3 separate regions of the Rattus norvegicus genome follow, and all the other regions are linked to region 2. Evidence: chromatin contacts called from public Hi-C data. All regions are on one chromosome and are shown on one strand. Each heading gives the region's core, a stretch centred on a gene start, on an enhancer-like site or on the middle of the called end of the contact. The rest is flanking DNA. Distances are from core to core; before and after follow the strand shown. Region 1 has its middle 21 kb from the start of Usp44. Region 2 has its middle 25 kb from the start of Snrpf. Region 3 holds the start of Usp44 (ubiquitin specific peptidase 44).

What was found. Hi-C and Micro-C count contacts between places; a contact is called where the count stands out from the background.
Region 1: a Hi-C map of the A7r5 cell line shows a contact between it and region 2, with 4 times the contacts expected there. The contact joins two enhancer-like sites. A contact is called at or near these places in 10 of 12 Hi-C or Micro-C datasets (the A7r5 cell line, the Rat2 cell line, Schwann cells and 6 more) and 1 of 1 datasets of contacts at active chromatin or transcription factors (oligodendrocytes).
Region 3: a contact with region 2 is called in a Hi-C map of the A7r5 cell line, with 5 times the contacts expected there. The contact joins the promoter of Usp44 here to the enhancer-like site in region 2. A contact is called at or near these places in 10 of 12 Hi-C or Micro-C datasets (the A7r5 cell line, the Rat2 cell line, Schwann cells and 6 more) and 1 of 1 datasets of contacts at active chromatin or transcription factors (oligodendrocytes).

The regions. Positions count from the first base shown.
Region 1 is chr7:30,229,350-30,232,049 of GRCr8, reverse strand. No RefSeq gene overlaps it. Among named protein-coding and RNA genes, the nearest start is that of Usp44, 21 kb to the left of the region's middle. Within about 2 kb of position 1,254, at least 14 of the 93 cell types and tissues checked have an H3K27ac peak or open chromatin away from gene starts, as enhancers often do. A contact at or near this core is called in the A7r5 cell line, where this site is marked.
Region 2 is chr7:30,047,329-30,050,028 of GRCr8, reverse strand. No RefSeq gene overlaps it. Among named protein-coding and RNA genes, the nearest start is that of Snrpf, 25 kb to the right of the region's middle. Within about 2 kb of position 1,433, at least 5 of the 93 cell types and tissues checked have an H3K27ac peak or open chromatin away from gene starts, as enhancers often do. A contact at or near this core is called in the A7r5 cell line, where this site is marked.
Region 3 is chr7:30,249,855-30,252,554 of GRCr8, reverse strand. It overlaps Usp44 (ubiquitin specific peptidase 44), which reads right to left and starts at 1,350. Exons shown (of 8, transcript NM_001394071.2): 1 at 1,269-1,350.

The DNA.
Region 1 (2,700 bases), core at 5-2,504, 180 kb before region 2:
GACACTCTGATTATGGGTTTTCTTTGTGTGCAGTGCTTCAGCCTAAATGACCATCTCTGGACCATAGAATGCCCTTGCTGCTATCATGGTGCCTTATGCAGCACTGTCCTTGACCAAGAAACTAATAGCAAATGAAGTTTGCGACGGGCCTGTACGGAATTTTCCCCTCCCCCCAACATAATGTTTTTATTAATTATTTTGGAATTCCATACAAATGCAATCTGATCACACTCGATATGATGCCCACTCCCCTTAGGTCAATCCTCTCATTCTTTAACTCCCAGCTCAAAAAACTAGGCAAGCGCTCTACCACTGAGCTAAATCCCCAACCCCGAAACACCACCATTTTTAAAGACCCGTTTATTACTTAATTAGTTTGTTTTGAGACAGGGTTTCTTTGTATAATATCCCTGGCTGTCTTGAACCTTACTCTGTAGACCAGGCTGGCTTTGAACTCACAGAGATCTGCCTGCCTTTGCCTCCTGAGTACTAGGGCTGAAGGCGTGAGCCACTACGCCAGGCAGAAACCATATTTTAAAAAAGTATGCAGGATTGGGGATTTAGCTCAGTGGTAGAGTGCTTGCCTAGCAAGTGCAAGGCTCTGGGTTCCGTCCCCAGCTCCAAAAAAAAAGAAAAGAAAAAAAAAGTATGCCATGGCTTTTTTTCCTGTTAATCTACAGACAGATATACAGGTTAAGATTAGGAACAATGTAACTTGTTGGACAGTCAGTGTCTTATAGTTAGTGGCAAATTATTAATGGTGTGATATATTTGTTGTGAGTAATGATGACCGAGAAGCTGTGGTGACCCATACCTATAAACCCAGCACTCAGAAGCTAAATTAAGGGGATCAGAACTTTCTCCTAATTCATGGCCAGTGTGGGCTACATAGAGGAACTCTGTCTCAAAGAAACAAAATAGAATGATGTACTGAGTTGTCATTGACCTGGTACTGGTGGTGCGCTCGTAGACAGAGCTTAGTATGCGGGGTGTTTATGATGGAGTGCCTTGGGATCAAAATCTGTAGAAAGATGGGAAAGGAAACCGAGGGATAAATTCAGCAGTGATGCACTCCAGCTACAGTCTCCATGAAGCCCACAGGGCGTTCATTCTCACAGTACTAGAGCTCAACATGTTGTCCTAAATTGGCCTTGGCTGACGTCCATTCCCACAATATAGCCATTGCATCATGGGATAGGCGTCACCCGGGAAGAGTGTGACCTTGGGCAAGGCTGCTGACTAGTTCTGAAGTAATCCTGAAAGGGATTGTGTGATAGCTAAGGATGACTGAGTGGAACCAAGGGCAGCTCTCTGAACAGCTGGGGGAAGGAAGTCCTTCACTGAAGAGGAATCTGGGTGGTGCCGACTCACCCACCTTATTCTTGGGTTTGGTCTCTTGGGTTTTAGAATTGCTTATGTGTATTTTCAGTCCCTTCCCTGATATTTATAAAGCACCCAGATCCCATCAAGCCGGCTTTGAAAAGTTGGGATTTTGAGGTTGTGTCTTTACAGTATAGGCATTAAGTCACTTTTTAGAACATAAAGGAATGCTATTTTCCATTTGCTTCCCTAAGGTCTCACTCAAGGTTACTCGGTAATTTAAGGAACTTTGTTTCCTGGTTTATAGAGGGAAAACTCAGGCTTGGCAGTTTAATCTATTCCCTTGGCAAATGGAATGCCATCAAAAATCTTTGTTTGTTTTTGTTTGTGACACGGTTTCTCTGTGTAGCCCTGGCTGTCCCGGAACTAACTCGTAGACCTGGCCTTGAACTCACGTAGATCCCCGTCTTTGCTCCGAGTGCTGAGACTAAAGGCTTACACTGCCATTTCCAGCTGCGCCACCGTGCCTGGCTGGTAGATCTTAACACTAAATGAGAACCTCGCTTCCATACTAGAAAAAACAATCATGTGAGCTGATTTTACTCACACTGCTTACATTGATGTGTGTGTGTGTGTGTGTGTGTGTGTGTGTGTGTGTGTGTGTCTATGCAATGTTGATGGAAAGTGCCTGCTAACCAGGATAAAGGGTTCTAATAGAAATGCTAAATACTGAGCTTTACACTAGATATCCTGCTGGCTTTGTGTCACTGCAGTATTGTATTGACCTAAAGAGGTCTTTCACAGACTATAAAACTGAGATTATAACTGAGATTTATATATATATATATACATATATATATATATATATACACACACACACACACACACACACACACACATATATATATATAACAAACCTACTACAGACAGACATACACGTGGACTTTTTAGTATATTATATTTTCTTGATCATGCTATCTCCTAATATGATAATAGCATCTGGCACAGAACCAAATACCCGTACAGTTATGTAATTTCCTGCTCTGCATCCAGCTGTCATGGACGAGGAGATTTAGGAGAGTTCGTTGTTGCATACATTCTGTGGAAAGCAAGGTCCAGGCTCTGAGATGGGCAGATCATGACATACCCCTCACCCTCAGAGGATGGGACGGACACTGACAAGGTCAGAGACATAAAGGATGCCCAGTGGTGCAAGCACAGACCTCTGGCATTGTAGAGCATTCCTGGGGACGCAGCAGTTCCCCAGGAAGGGGGACCAAGGAGACCTCCTTTTCTGCCCCAGCAGGGGACACTTTCCTCTAGATTAGACTTATTTATTTAATTTACTAACATTTTATTTGTTTGTTTATGTATGTATTG
Region 2 (2,700 bases), core at 184-2,683:
TAAGGCAGGGACAGAGTTTTTGTAAGGCAGGAGAGAGGAGAAAGAAAGGAGAACCAAGATGGAGGCAGGGAAGGACGACCCAGATCCCTGTGGCCTTAAATGGCCGCAGATAGTTATGAATATTTCTTTTTTTTTTTCTTTTGGAGCTGGGGACCGAACCCAGGGCCTCGCACGTTATATTTCTTAAGGGGTGGATTTTTATAGGACAGTTTGTCTTTTATAGGGCAGTTTATATCATCATCTATTGGTGGTAGGTTTATTATATGGACGTTTTGTGGACTGAGAATTTAAGATATAAATCTGATTGCTAAATTACAAGCTTATTGAGTTTTGGTTTAAATGGGTTACTGGGAGCTGTGACTATAACCACAGGAGGCAGATGCTGGGAATGTGAGCTACGAGATAGGCAGTCTCTGTATGAAACTGGCGTGGCAGCGACCCGCCTTGGGAACTAGATGGGTAGAGAGATGGCTACCAGCCTCGGAGAGTAGCCGTCAGCAGCGTGAGATGGGATGGAGCGTAGCAGGTGAGACGCTTTGCTGACTGAGATGAAAATATCCTGCAGGTGCCATGTGTCCTAACAGAGCCAGCACCAGCAAGGGATGGGAGAGATTCTTTTATTAATATTTATCACAGCACACCACTAATTAAAAGGTCTTTGGACTGCAATGCATACATAAACATTAAAACCTCAAAAGGGAAGCACACCTGGGCACACACCTATAATCCCAACACTGAGGAGAACAGAAGGATCACAAATCCAAGGCTAGCCTGGGCTACACAACAAGACTCAGTCTCAAAACAAAAAGAAAAGGAAGATAAGGAAAGGAGGGGCCTACATAGGAAGGAAAAAGTCCATCAAATATCACCTTTGTTGAAATAGAACAGTAATGGCTCGCTGAATCCAACATCTAGTGTCACCCGCATGCCTACACATCAGGTGTAGGTGGCATTAGGGTCACATATCAATGACAACAGTCCCTCGGGAAACTCAATGAAAAACCTTTGCCATTTGGTTCAATTTCTGGACAATTCCAGAGGTATAATAGAAAAAAAACGGGACATCAACTGTAAAAAATAGTTACAAGGATTAAAATTTAGAAAGAGGCAGAAATACCCAGCATGGCAGGCTGTTGCTGTAATCCCAGGACCTGGACGGCTGAGGCAGGAAGAGAGTGAGTCGTGAGGACAGCCGGGGCTGCACAAAAAGATCAACAACAAAACGAAGCCAGGAGGATCAGCTTCCCGATTTATAATCGCAGAGAACATTAAGCTCCGATGGCCAAGGACGCCATTTTTAAATCCCAACTCTGTCCTCTCAGCAGACTGAATGTTTTCTAATATTTTGGGCCAAAATTTAAAGCCCCACTTGGTGAAGAAAAAAATCAAGCCACCATCCAAAAATGTGTCTTGCCCCGCGTTCCTGCTGTGATTCATAAGGAATTCGCTTTGCAGTGTTGTTGAGAACAGCGATGGGAGAGGCGGTTTACTCTCTCCCTCCGAGTGATTTTTAAACCACATCAGTTCTTTTCCCACGTGCAGGTGGTTTTTTCTTTTTCTTTTTTTTTATCCACAAATGATTGCTTGGGGCGTTTTTTGCTTTGCCACACGTTTTAGAAGCGAAGGAATGAAGGGGAACCAGGTAACCTACAAACTTTTGCCTACAGTAGATTAGACCAATTCGGGGGTGGGGGTGGGGGTAGGGGTGGGGGTGGGTAGAGCCCTCGAGCTGCTTTAGAAGTAGAGAAGGCTCAGTAACAGCGCGCATGTCAAACATATTCCTAATTAACTTGCATTCAAATATTCGACTAAAGAGTGACTTTCTCCTAAACTAAAACTAAAGAGTTTTAACTCCTCCTATTTTTAGTCAGTGAGAATTTACCCACGTGCTGAGAAGTGTGCACAAAGCATCGGGAATTTCCTTAGAGGCCCGCCGTGTGACTTAGTGTATAATACTTTGCATATAAGCCTGTCATGGTGACACGTGCCTGTCTAACACTACCCTCAAGGAGATTGAAGTAGGAAAATCGTCAGTTTGAGGCCAGTCAGGGCTATAGAGTAAGACGTCATCTCTACAAAACAAAATAGAACCACCTCTCAAACAAAGACAGGTAAAACCTTGCACATTAAACAAAATAGGCCAGAGGCTGGGGTGCCTAGCAGAAGTGGGGTGGCGGAAATAAGATGGTGGCTTTTGAGTGGGCTAAAAAGTGGCAAGAAAGACCTTTCATGAAGGTGTGAAGGTGGAAATGTTTAGGGGACATTTGGTGGTTCTGTCTTGTAGAATTCAATAGAATGACAAAATTTGGCATTATAAGCCTAAAGGCCTCTTAGGTTAATTTTTCTGGGTTTGCAAACATATTTATAACTAGAAAATAGTCATTTAATGTCTATTGTCAAATGTCATCTTCCAGGTACGAAGGTAAAGACTGACTGGGGGGTGAGGACAGAAGGGGGCTCGGTCCCATGACAACCTTTGACAGAAATACTGTCGTTTTCCGCACTTTATAGTTTAGTGGGTCCTGAGGTTGCAGTGAGCTGCCTCAGGCCATGGAGTTCCTAAGTGGCCGACTCTGGGTCTCTCAGCGATGTTTTCGTGGCCCACGATGCTCTTCGTAGCCCACAATACTCTCTTGGCCCCCGATGCTCTTCATGATCCACAGTGCTCTTCGTGACCCACAATGCTCTTCGTGGCCCACA
Region 3 (2,700 bases), core at 101-2,600, 200 kb before region 2:
CAGGCTAACCTCGAAAGAAATCCTGCCTCGGATTCCTAAATGCTGTGATTACAAGCGAGTGTCACTTAGGCATCCTTAGATTTAAAAAACCTGCTAGTTACTTCGGTGACTATGTGGATAGTAAACTTCTCTAAAGGCTGGATGGCGCTGCCAGTTCCCTTAAAATACTTTCTCTGTAAGAATTCCAGGTTGCTGGGGCTGGAGAGATGGCTCAGCGGTTAAGAGCACTGACTGCTCTTCCAGAGGTCCTGAGTTCGATTCCCAGCAACCACGTGGTGGCTCATTACCATTCACGGAATCCTTTTCTTTTCTTTTCTTTCTTTTTTTTTTTTTCCGGAGTTGGGGACTGAACCCAGGGCCTTGCGCTTGCTAGGCAAGCGCTCTACCACTGAGCCAAATCCCCAACCCCCCATTCACGGAATCCAATGCTGTCTTTTGGTGTGTCTGAATTCTGCTACAGTGTACTCACATACATAAAATAAATAAATAAATCTTTAAAAAAAAACATTAAAAAAAAAGAATTCCAGGTTGCCTTTTGGGTGATTTAAAACAATTTTCGTTCATGTGTGTCTGCCTCTTGTGTGCAGGTTACTTTGGGGAGCAGAGAGAGTGTTGGATCTCCTGGAGCGGGAGTTCTAAGCTGCCCAACATGGGTGCAGGGAAATGCGGTAAACTCAGTTGCTGAACTCTCTCTCCAGCCCCTCCAATTTGCTTTTTCTTTTTTAAAAAGACTCACTTATTTATCATATTTATATATGTACACTGTCGCTGTCCTCAGACACACCAGAAGAGGGCATCAGATCTCATCACAGATGGTTGTGAGCCACCACGTGGTTGCTGGGATTTGAACTCAGGATCTCTGGGAGAGCAGTCAGCACTCTTAACCACTGAGCCATCTCTCCAGCCCCCAACTTGCTTTTTCAAACCTAGTGTAAACTGGAACTCTTCCTCACGCACGCACGCCGATTCCAATGGAACCTAAGGTGAGAGGGTGTAGGCATTGCCCGTCTTGTTACAAAATACAAATACGCAAATACCAAACACCTTCTTCATGTAGATGGAACTCTGGCTAGGTATTTTTAAATGACTTATTTTTGATTGGTTCAGGAAAGGTCAGGAATTGCTGTATGCCAGACCCAAAGACTCTTGTTTAAAAAAAAAAAAACTTAAATTCCAAACTTAAAAAAAAAGAAGTCCGAAGTGCATATTGCAGCCTGAAACGTCAATGCTGAGGAGAACGGAAGCAGGCCCTTCCCTTCCAGGCTTACCTGTCCTCATACCAGCCTTTCTGAATCCTCTGACTTCTCACCACGGCAGGCTCTCTTCATCCAAAGCTTTCCATTTTGGTCTGTTGGAGGCCCTATGAAGCCACTGGCACCAGAAGGGTGAGTATTGTGAGCTCACACAGAGCTGTGGGGGAGGGGAGGGCAGGGCTGGCCTGGGGAAGGGATGCTCGCATCTCCAGGATCTGCTCACCCCGCTTCAAACAGATGTGCATCACACCGGGGGGTTCTACCCCCTCTTCTCTGTCATGGATCCCTGTTTGTTCCCCAGTGCCTGGGGGGACTGGGGCCAACCTCCTTTGCCTTCCTTTTGTTTTCGGCCTGCGTTCTTCCTCCACTACTGACACTTATCATTTATTTGGTTCCTTTTAGCTTGGTAGTGAATGCCGGGGCCTTCCTAGCCTTCAGTCACGCCATTCAGTTCTCTCTGAAAACCCGGGCTTAGCCACCAGTTCTCTGATTGGCTTCCAGCTGACCGAGATGCCTCCCCTCAGTGAAGGTTTTGGAGGCGCTTCTGAATCAGACTTCTTCCGGAGTTTTTCTTTGATGTCAGGAAACAGTTAAAGAAAAAAAATTCCTCCGGTTGTTTTGAATCTCTCCTCATCTCTTAAACACTTTGATCCTTCTGTCTTAGCCCAAACCAAAAAATACTTTTAGAAACTGGCGGACCCTCTCTATAAATTAGGGACGCCACCAGATCTGTCATCCTGGAATCCTGTATTCATGAGAATTCTTTTCTCACGCCTGTCAAGTCTAACGGAACCTGAGGTGAGAGGGTGTAGCCATTGCTTCTCTTGCTCCGTACACAAATTACCTAACACCTTCTTCATGGCATTAGTAGTGTGATTTCCCAACAGGAAATAAACTGATTCCCTGTCAGTTTCCCATAATTTTCTCAATCTCTGCCTTCTGCGTTGGAAGTTCCAGGAGCCCCGTGTGTTGTGGTATCGGGAAGGTGGAGCCGTCCTTCAACCTGCTGTTTCGTCTGGAAAGTTTAGAGTCTTTCCAGAGGTAACGGAGCTACAATAGGTCTATTGCACATGAGAGTACAGCGACCTCTACTGGACCTTCCTGGTAGTTCCTAGAAGAGTCTGGGATAAGAAGCCGTCACCCTGTAGACCGCTGTAATGAGACAACAGCCTGCAAAGCCCCAGGTTTAGTCCCCAGACAAACCAATGTAAGGAAATGTAGAGAGAATCTCCTGCGCATGTGTAAACGCATTCATTCACCTGTCAGTAAAAAAGCCTCGGGCTGATGAGCCGAGGCAGGGTTAGAGGGTGAGCCATCCGGGAGACAGAAAGGCTTCTGAGAGACGGTCCGGGGTGCAAGATTTGATCCAGACTCAGAAGCTGGTTACGTGAAAATGAAGACCAGGCACGCGGCATGACTTAGAATAGAATAAACGGGTAATTATGTT